Linked DNA regions of Nomascus leucogenys: region 1 is linked to region 2. The links are chromatin contacts, called in public Hi-C maps. All regions are on one chromosome and are shown on one strand. Each heading gives the region's core, a stretch centred on a gene start, on an enhancer-like site or on the middle of the called end of the contact. The rest is flanking DNA. Distances are from core to core; before and after follow the strand shown. Region 1 holds the start of CISH (cytokine-inducible SH2-containing protein). Region 2 holds the start of MANF (mesencephalic astrocyte-derived neurotrophic factor).

Region 1 (3,774 bases), core at 729-3,228, 720 kb after region 2:
ATGAGGCTGCAAATTGCTGAGAGTGCTTGACACATAGTAAGTGTTCAGTTGAATAGTCATGGTGAGGGGGAAGAAGTATAGTTTTGGTAAAGAGCTTGGGATTTGGCCCCATAAGAGACCCAAGTTCAAAACTGTAACTCTGTTGCCTGGCAGCCGCAAAGTCCTTTTGTCTTCATAGTAATGAGACAGTGGACAGTTCCTACTGGCAAGTCAGTGGTCCACACAGGGGCCGCATACCAGGCTATCCAGGTATTCCAGCCCTCAAAGTGGGTTATAAGGTATCCATCCCCCCTACCCCCATTCCAAGAAAGTGGCTTCCGACCAACTCAGGAGGGGGCTGGCAGAGTTGTACTCATGAAGCCCGGCTTCCCTTCAGGAAAGCCACAGAGAAGTGACTGCCCTGAAATCTGAAACTTAACCATTTTTCCCCCAGTTTCACAGGGTTTTGCTTTCAGGTTTCTTTTGCCCTCTGCCACTCTGGGCAGAGCAAGCTGAGCCCTGTCTTTCCTGGATGCTATCGTTCAGGCCCTTCAACATGGCCAGGGGTCTGTCATCCCTGCCCAGGATCTCAAAGCTAGCCTCCTTTCTGGGGACCCCGGGGGCACACACTGGGAGGGGGATGGGGGTGGGGAGTGGACCCTGCAACCTCTCCAAATCCCACAGTTCAGGCCCAAGTGTTTGGAGGAGATTCACATAGACCCTATAGTCTTTCAAGATGCTCCATAGTGAATCCAGTGAACTGAAAAAAAGGGGAGAGGGTCCTAGTAGGAGTGTGGGCTTCTGATTCAGAGCTGGGATCAAGCTATTACCCTGCCATTTCCTAGCATTTGTTCCCTGGGGCTGTCTTCTGTCTGCATAATGGGAGCAACACCAGTTGTAGAGGATCAAATGCAGCAAGTACTCCCTGTAGATAAGAGCGAGTGTTACTACTCTGCCCCCGCCATCCTGCCCCAACCTCTATCACCCTACTCCCAGATTATCTCCCTATGTTTTGAGCTGCAGGACTCTCTCAGCATTTTTTTTTCCCTGGGGCTGGGTGGGGGGGCACCAACCCAGAGTCCAGGCCGTCTGGGGCTGTCTCTGCTTGCTTTCTCAAATCTGTAGTCTCTTCTCCCCTGACTGGCAGGGCCGGCCAGAAACCAGTGCCAGCCAAGACTGGATGGTCTGCCTGATTCAAAAAGTTGGGATGTGCTTTCTCCTTCAACTCTTTCAAAGAAAACGTTCTTGTCTGGATCTTTCTGCCTGTGGTGACCGCTGGCTTGACCCCAGTGGACCCACTCATTTATGGAATCGTCCTCTGCACCCCGCCCTGCCCTAAGTCCCGCTCCAGACCTCACCCCATGCCACCCAATCCGACACCCGACACACAGAGTCCTAGGGTTCAAGAGCGGCCGTCCCAACACGGGGCGCTTGCACACGCCGACAGACCTCCTTGGAGGAGCCGCTCGCAGGGAGGACAAGCCCGGGACTCCGCCCCCTGCCCTGCCACGAGTTCCACGGCGAGATAAGAGGGCCCTTCCCCAACGACGCAGAATGCCAGAAGGCAATCTGGGCTCGGGTTGCTGAGCCCGGGCCCCTCCTTAACTTCCCGGACCCGGTCTTTCCCCACTGATCTCTCCGTCCTGCCCCGCTCGGTAGCGTCAGCCCCGGGTCCACGCGCTGCTATTGGCCCTCCCCGACCGCTCGGCTCCACCTTCAGCGTCGCGATTGGTCGGCTCGCGGGGCCCCGCCCCGTTTTCCTGGAAAGTTCTTGGAAATCTGTCAAAGTATTTCCTTTCACTGCCCAGGGCCCTAGACCCGGCGACGGCGCCCGCGCACCCCGCCCGGGCCCCACCGCTCAGCCCGCGGTTCTAGGAAGACGCCGCTTCCGGGAAGGGCTGGAACGCGGCAGACAAAGGATTAGGCAGCAGCTCGCCCCGCCCCGCTCGTCTGGCCCGCCCCCCTCACCCTCGCAGGCGGTCCGCGCCACTGTCTCTCAGTCCCTGCCCTGCGCCCGCGCGCACCGGGAGCCTACCCAGCACGCGCTCCGCGCCCACTGGTTCCCTCCCGCCGCCGCCGTCAAGCCGAGTCCCCACTTCGGAGTCGCCGCTGCCGCGGGGACATGGTCCTCTGCGTTCAGGGGTAAGCGCGGCTCTCTGCCCCCTCCCGACCACCACGAGGGGCGCACGGGAGAACAGGGGCTTTGTGCTAGCTGCCGGGCATTGGGAGGGCTTGACGGGCCAGAGGTGACTGAGCGCAGACGGACCTCAGGAGCGAGGCTCTGTGTGGGGTTGTGACACTCCCACTCCCCGCCCTCACACACTCACCTCAATTCCCACTGTGGATTGGGAAACCGGGGGCTGGCCGGCTAAAGGAGGAACTCACAGGGTGGGCTCAGCCTGGGTTCTCACTGGAGCAGATGGACGCTAACGGCAGGGCGTCCCCCAAGATGTGGCCAACAATCCCAGATATTCTTCTGGGCCCAGAGCACTCTACGCTAGCCTGCCTGCTGCCCTGACTGCCAGTAACCTTGGACCAGCCCCTGGCCCCCTCTGTCCTGGTGTCCCCTCTCCTGCCCCAGGCTAGCAAGTAGGCTCTTCTTGGGAAGCCAGCCGGAGATCCTTGCCTTTCCTCAGGCTGGCACCTGTTGGTCAGCAACTCTCGGGAGGCCCTGGGTTTGGCCTGGTCCTGCCTGGGACCACAATCGTCTCACAACCCTGTCTCAGCCCAGTCTGGGATCCCAATGTGAGAAGGACCTTGGCTCCTGCCTCTCATCTTCAAATTTCCCAGACTTGAGGTAGGGGACAGTGGAGAGGGGATGCTGATAAGACAGTCTTGACCTGAGCTGAGCATTCCTGGCCATCCACTCTGTCCTGAACCTCAGCAACCCCTTCAAAGGGTCTGATGCTGGCCATGGTGATCTGACAGGAGCTCAGGAAGCTCCAAGGAGAGAGGAAGAAGGTATAAATGGGTGTTCTGCACTCAGGGAAGACTGGGTGGCTGTGCTTATCACAACTGGCCTGGCGCCAAGTGAGGGAGGGTGGAAGGTGAGGCCAAGGAAGAGGACATGGAGGTGCTGGGAAGACTACTTCTCCCTTGCTGTCTCCAGCAAGTTCCTTCCCCCTGTCTGCATTCCGGGATTCCTGAATACCTGCCCCACCACTGCCTTCCACCCCAGGAGCCTCCCCCTGCATTCTGGGGTCCCATAGCCTCTTTCACTTTTTACCCTAGGTGAGCACCCCCTTGTAAGCTCAGGGCCACTGTTGGGTGTCGGGGAACAAAGTTTTTAACAGACTGCTGCGCTCCAAAGCAGGCACACACATGTACCTAGAACACACCAGCCACTGTCCCCACCATGATGATGACACAGCCATAGACACACCCCTGCCCAGGTACACACTCACCAGGAGCTTGTGGTGATCAACACAGCTATTCATATACCCAGCTACCACATCAGCCCCAGAGGTGCCCACACCTACATGTGGGATCTGAGGACCGGCTAAGCTATCTGGACGTGGCCACCCACAGAGGTTCCAGCCTGACCGGCTAGCCACCAACCATTCTCCTGGGAAGGTAGCTGTGGGCCCCAGCAGACAGGTCATCTCAAAATTTGGCCTCCAGCTCTCCAAGAGGGATTTCCGAGCTCCCACAGTACAGCCAGGGTAGGTGTGGAAAAGTTTGTGGCAGGCTGTTGTGTGCCAGAGTCGTGTGGCCCTTTCTCACTGTGAGTGGTCACAGGGCCATGATTTTTAGAACCTAGAGAGTCACCTATAACCTACACAGGAGTCAGATCTG
Region 2 (3,734 bases), core at 677-3,176:
CCAGGCTGATCTCAAACTCCTAAGCTCAAGCAATCCTCCCACCTTGCCCTCCCAAAGTGCTAGGATGACAGGCATGAGCCACCGCACCTGGCCCACAGCTGCATTTTTCGGTGCCCTGCCTGTACTGGTAGTCAGATTCAGCCAGTGTAAACCCTGGACTCTTAACACATGCTCAGTCCAAGCTGACAGCCACCAAATGAATTTAAGTGTCACCAGGATTCAAACCTTTAACAGAGAGAAAAGCCAGAGACCGCCAGGGAAATTCAAGTTAGAAAACCCATTGCTTCACTAGGGCTTTTGTCTTGGATTCGGCCTTTGCCTATCCTGTGGGCACCCTGTCACCTTCTCCTGTCCACATACATGCCAAACTCTTTCAGGCCTCTGGGCACTCACACTGCTGTTCCCTGTATGGGATGGTCTTACCCCACTTCAATGATAACCCTTCCTCAGAGAGACTTCTTGGCCACTCTAAATCAGCACCTGCTGGTCCATTTTCTTCATGACACCCAGACACTGCATTATTTGTGTGCCCGGCTGTCACTTCTTTCCCCTGATATTCCCAGTGCCCAGCACATAGTAGGTGCTTAATAAAGACTAACAGGATTAAAAAAAAAAAATCACAGTTTCAGAACACATGCCGCTTTGAGAAGGACACAGAAGCACTTCAGTCTCACATTAGTTTATGGAGAGAGTAGCTGGCTTCCTGAATAGAGGTGGGCAAGGCCTTTTATCAAACGGCTGGTGAAGCCAAGGGTTAACATGAGCCAGGGCCAGTTGGGGAGGGTCACCAGCTACTTACCAACCGATTCTCTTTGCCTCTTGCTTCCCGGCAGAACTTTATAAGTTCGTTTTCAATAGTGGCTGGTGAGAATGTGACATCTCTGTCTTTGAGGTCCTGGTAAAATCTTCCCAGATAAGAAATACAAACTGGAAAAGAGAGGGACGGGAGATGCTCAGCAATCACCAAGCTGTTCCAATCCACCAGGAAAGAACTCCGCCAGCATTTTTAATAGGAGACACGGAGATGAATCATTAGAGGTGAGCTTTTCCATCACCGATTTTTCTCAGGTGTCTACAGGTAGACAGAACCCGGTTCCAGGTGGCGGGGGTCCCCTGGTACACCCAGGGCATCAAAGGACCAAGCATCACCCAGTGACCTATAAACGACTCCTCCCTGCTCCTTTCATCAAGTTTAAGCCCATGGTGAACACGTGTCCTTGAGACGGGACTCACTGTGACCTCACAAATGGAGAGACTGGAAGGTGAAGAGAAAAATGATCAAAATGCTGCTGCTAATTTCCAAATACAACAGCCGACCCAGAGGTGCAGCTTCGTGATCCCAACAGACAGGGCGCAGCACCCATGGCCAGCCCTGGAGCTCCCGACGCCGGACGGGGAGCGGTAACCTCTAGATGGTGCTGGGGACAATAACTCAGGCGTGATGGAGATTTCAAGCCAAGTTTTCAACGGGATCTAGTCTCAACTTTTCTTCGTCGGACCAATGTTTTCTAGGCCCAGGAAAGATTTACTAGGGCGGGCGCCGGGGCCTCCTCATGCAGGCCCCGCCGGGACCCGCTGTCGCCCCCGCCCCCGCCCCCGCCCTCTTGGCCCCGGCCGTCTGGTGATTTTGTGGGGTTCAGCGCCGCCGCCAGAACGGTCACGGAGCGCGGCCCCAGGCCCCCTATCCTGCACCTTCGCAGTCGCCCGGCCGCAGCGCCCGGCTGCTCGGCAGCACGCTCAGAGCCAGCGCCACCGCCAGTCCCTGCGTGGCCCACATCCTCCTCATCCTCCTCATCCTCCTCCGCTGCCGCCGCCGACCGACTGAACCGCACCCGCCGCGCCGCACCGCCTCCAAGTCCCGGCCGCGCGCCGTAGCTCCCCATTGGCGGGGGGCCCTCCGGCGCCCTCCCACACGCCACTTCCCCATTGGTCCACGAGCCGCAAGCCCAGACGGGCGGCTCCACGCTGCCCTCCCTCATTGGCTGGTGGTGTCTGAGCCCTAGACAGTTGTCGGCCGCTGATTGAACCCGGACCGGCCGCAGGAAGCGGCTACAGCAGCGACGGAAGCGGTGTGGGCCGCCATCTTGGATAAGGGCAGCGACTCTGGCTGAGGCCGGGTACTGCTAGCTGAATGGGATTCGGCCACGCCTTACATCTGTTGAGTTGACCCGCGTACCCCTGCCCTGGGCCCCAGGCTCGCTCGAAAAACCCTGCTGATCTCCTTGCTCGGACTCCGACTCGTGGTACAGGAGTTCTGGGGTCAGCCAACACAACAGGTTAGGCAGGAAGGGCGGGCGGCCGCAGGCAAGGCTCAAAGAGGTTTCTTTTTTTCTTCTTTCAGTCGCGTGGGCAACGGACCCAATCTTTGAAAGCCCACGTGCTGATCCTCCAGCTGATCGGAGCCCGCCGTGCATAGGCTGATAGGAGACGTGCGGGGTGGACGGACTGCGGGACATCCGGAGGAAGGGCTCAAGGCGCGCCAAGCTCAAAGCTGGGCCGCCACTCTAGACCGTGGAGGGAAGCGCCCGGGCCGGATCATCGGTCGAGGACATGGGTTCGCCTCAGAGTGGGAAGGTGAGGGGCTCGGGGGGTGCCCTTACAAGCTCTGAAGCGTGGCTTGGTGGCTGGCCAGCCTCCTCCTGCCTCCCCGGCTAGGGCCTCGGGGGTCCCCCGCTGCCGAGGGGCTTCCTGAGTGGGGTCCCGGGAATCACTAGAGAAGCACTGGAGGATGTTTCCTTTTCGACTGCCCTTCAAGTGCCCTGCTGGCTGCCTGCCTTGAAGGCAGGATGCGGGAAGGGTTGGCTCTACTCAGTGCAGAAAGGACATGTCTATGGGGCTAAAAAGGGCTTGGAGCCCGGCGACAAGGGTTGGAGAGGGGCACATCCTCTGCTCCCATTCAGTGAATTCAGTGGATCAGTATCACGTATTTATCTTTAATTCACATCACAGCAGTCAAGGAAGTGGGGAAAGGGGGGAAAAAATCAAGTGGCAGATATTTACATCTAAAATTCACATTACTTGTTGGATTTTGAACATGCTACCACAATATATACAGTAAAATACCTCTTGGGACAATGGTACAAATTTTGTTTCGTTTAACTTTGCTTTTCTGGTACAGGTAAGATCATTTTTAAATCACTTTTTTTCTTTAAACATGAATGCACAAAAGAAATGGTTAGAAGTTTCCTTGTTTTAAATAAGCACAGAATGCGGGAGGTTAAAAACACATTTATAGGGCTGAATACCAATTGGACATCACACTCTATACATTTTTTGCTCAAATTCCTGTACAAATACACAGCATTCAAATAGGTATTTACAAATAAGCTTGAAAGAATGAAAATCAGTATTTTACAATCTTTTCAAAGGGTTCTCATCTCTGGCCTCCCATTTCCCCTCAGACTAATTCTCCAACAAAAGGGATTTCAGAATGTGTCCTTTTCATTCAGTTAGGGAAAATGGAGAGGGAAAACAAACGGTTTCACCTTGCATAATGCGAAGCCAGATGAACCCATACTCCCCTCCCTACCTCTTGTGCCACCAAGTGGAGAAGGTAGCTGTTCTTACGTGATGACTGCCTTGTCCAGGGATTGACGTTCAGAAGTGCCTTAAAATCTAAGCCCTCCTACCTATAAATCAAATCTGAAGCTAGCCCCCAACCCTCTAACATCTGTGAACAACAGATGGTCCAGCGATTGAAGCTTGCAAATGAATGTAGGCTGAGAAGCAGGCCA

The links. Hi-C and Micro-C count contacts between places; a contact is called where the count stands out from the background.
Region 1: a Hi-C map of a lymphoblastoid cell line shows a contact between it and region 2, with 4 times the contacts expected there. The contact joins the promoter of CISH here to the promoter of MANF in region 2. A contact is called at or near these places in 2 of 4 Hi-C or Micro-C datasets (both in a lymphoblastoid cell line).

The regions. Positions count from the first base shown.
Region 1 is chr4:101,048,206-101,051,979 of Asia_NLE_v1, forward strand. It overlaps CISH (cytokine-inducible SH2-containing protein), which reads left to right and starts at 1,979. Exons shown (of 3, transcript XM_003257120.3): 1 at 1,979-2,121. The coding sequence starts at 2,102.
Region 2 is chr4:100,330,798-100,334,531 of Asia_NLE_v1, forward strand. It overlaps MANF (mesencephalic astrocyte-derived neurotrophic factor), which reads right to left and starts at 1,927. Exons shown (of 4, transcript XM_030811680.1): 1 at 1,693-1,927; 2 at 800-927. The coding sequence starts at 1,927. It overlaps DOCK3 (dedicator of cytokinesis protein 3), which reads right to left. Exons shown (of 54, transcript XM_030811684.1): 54 at 2,914-3,734.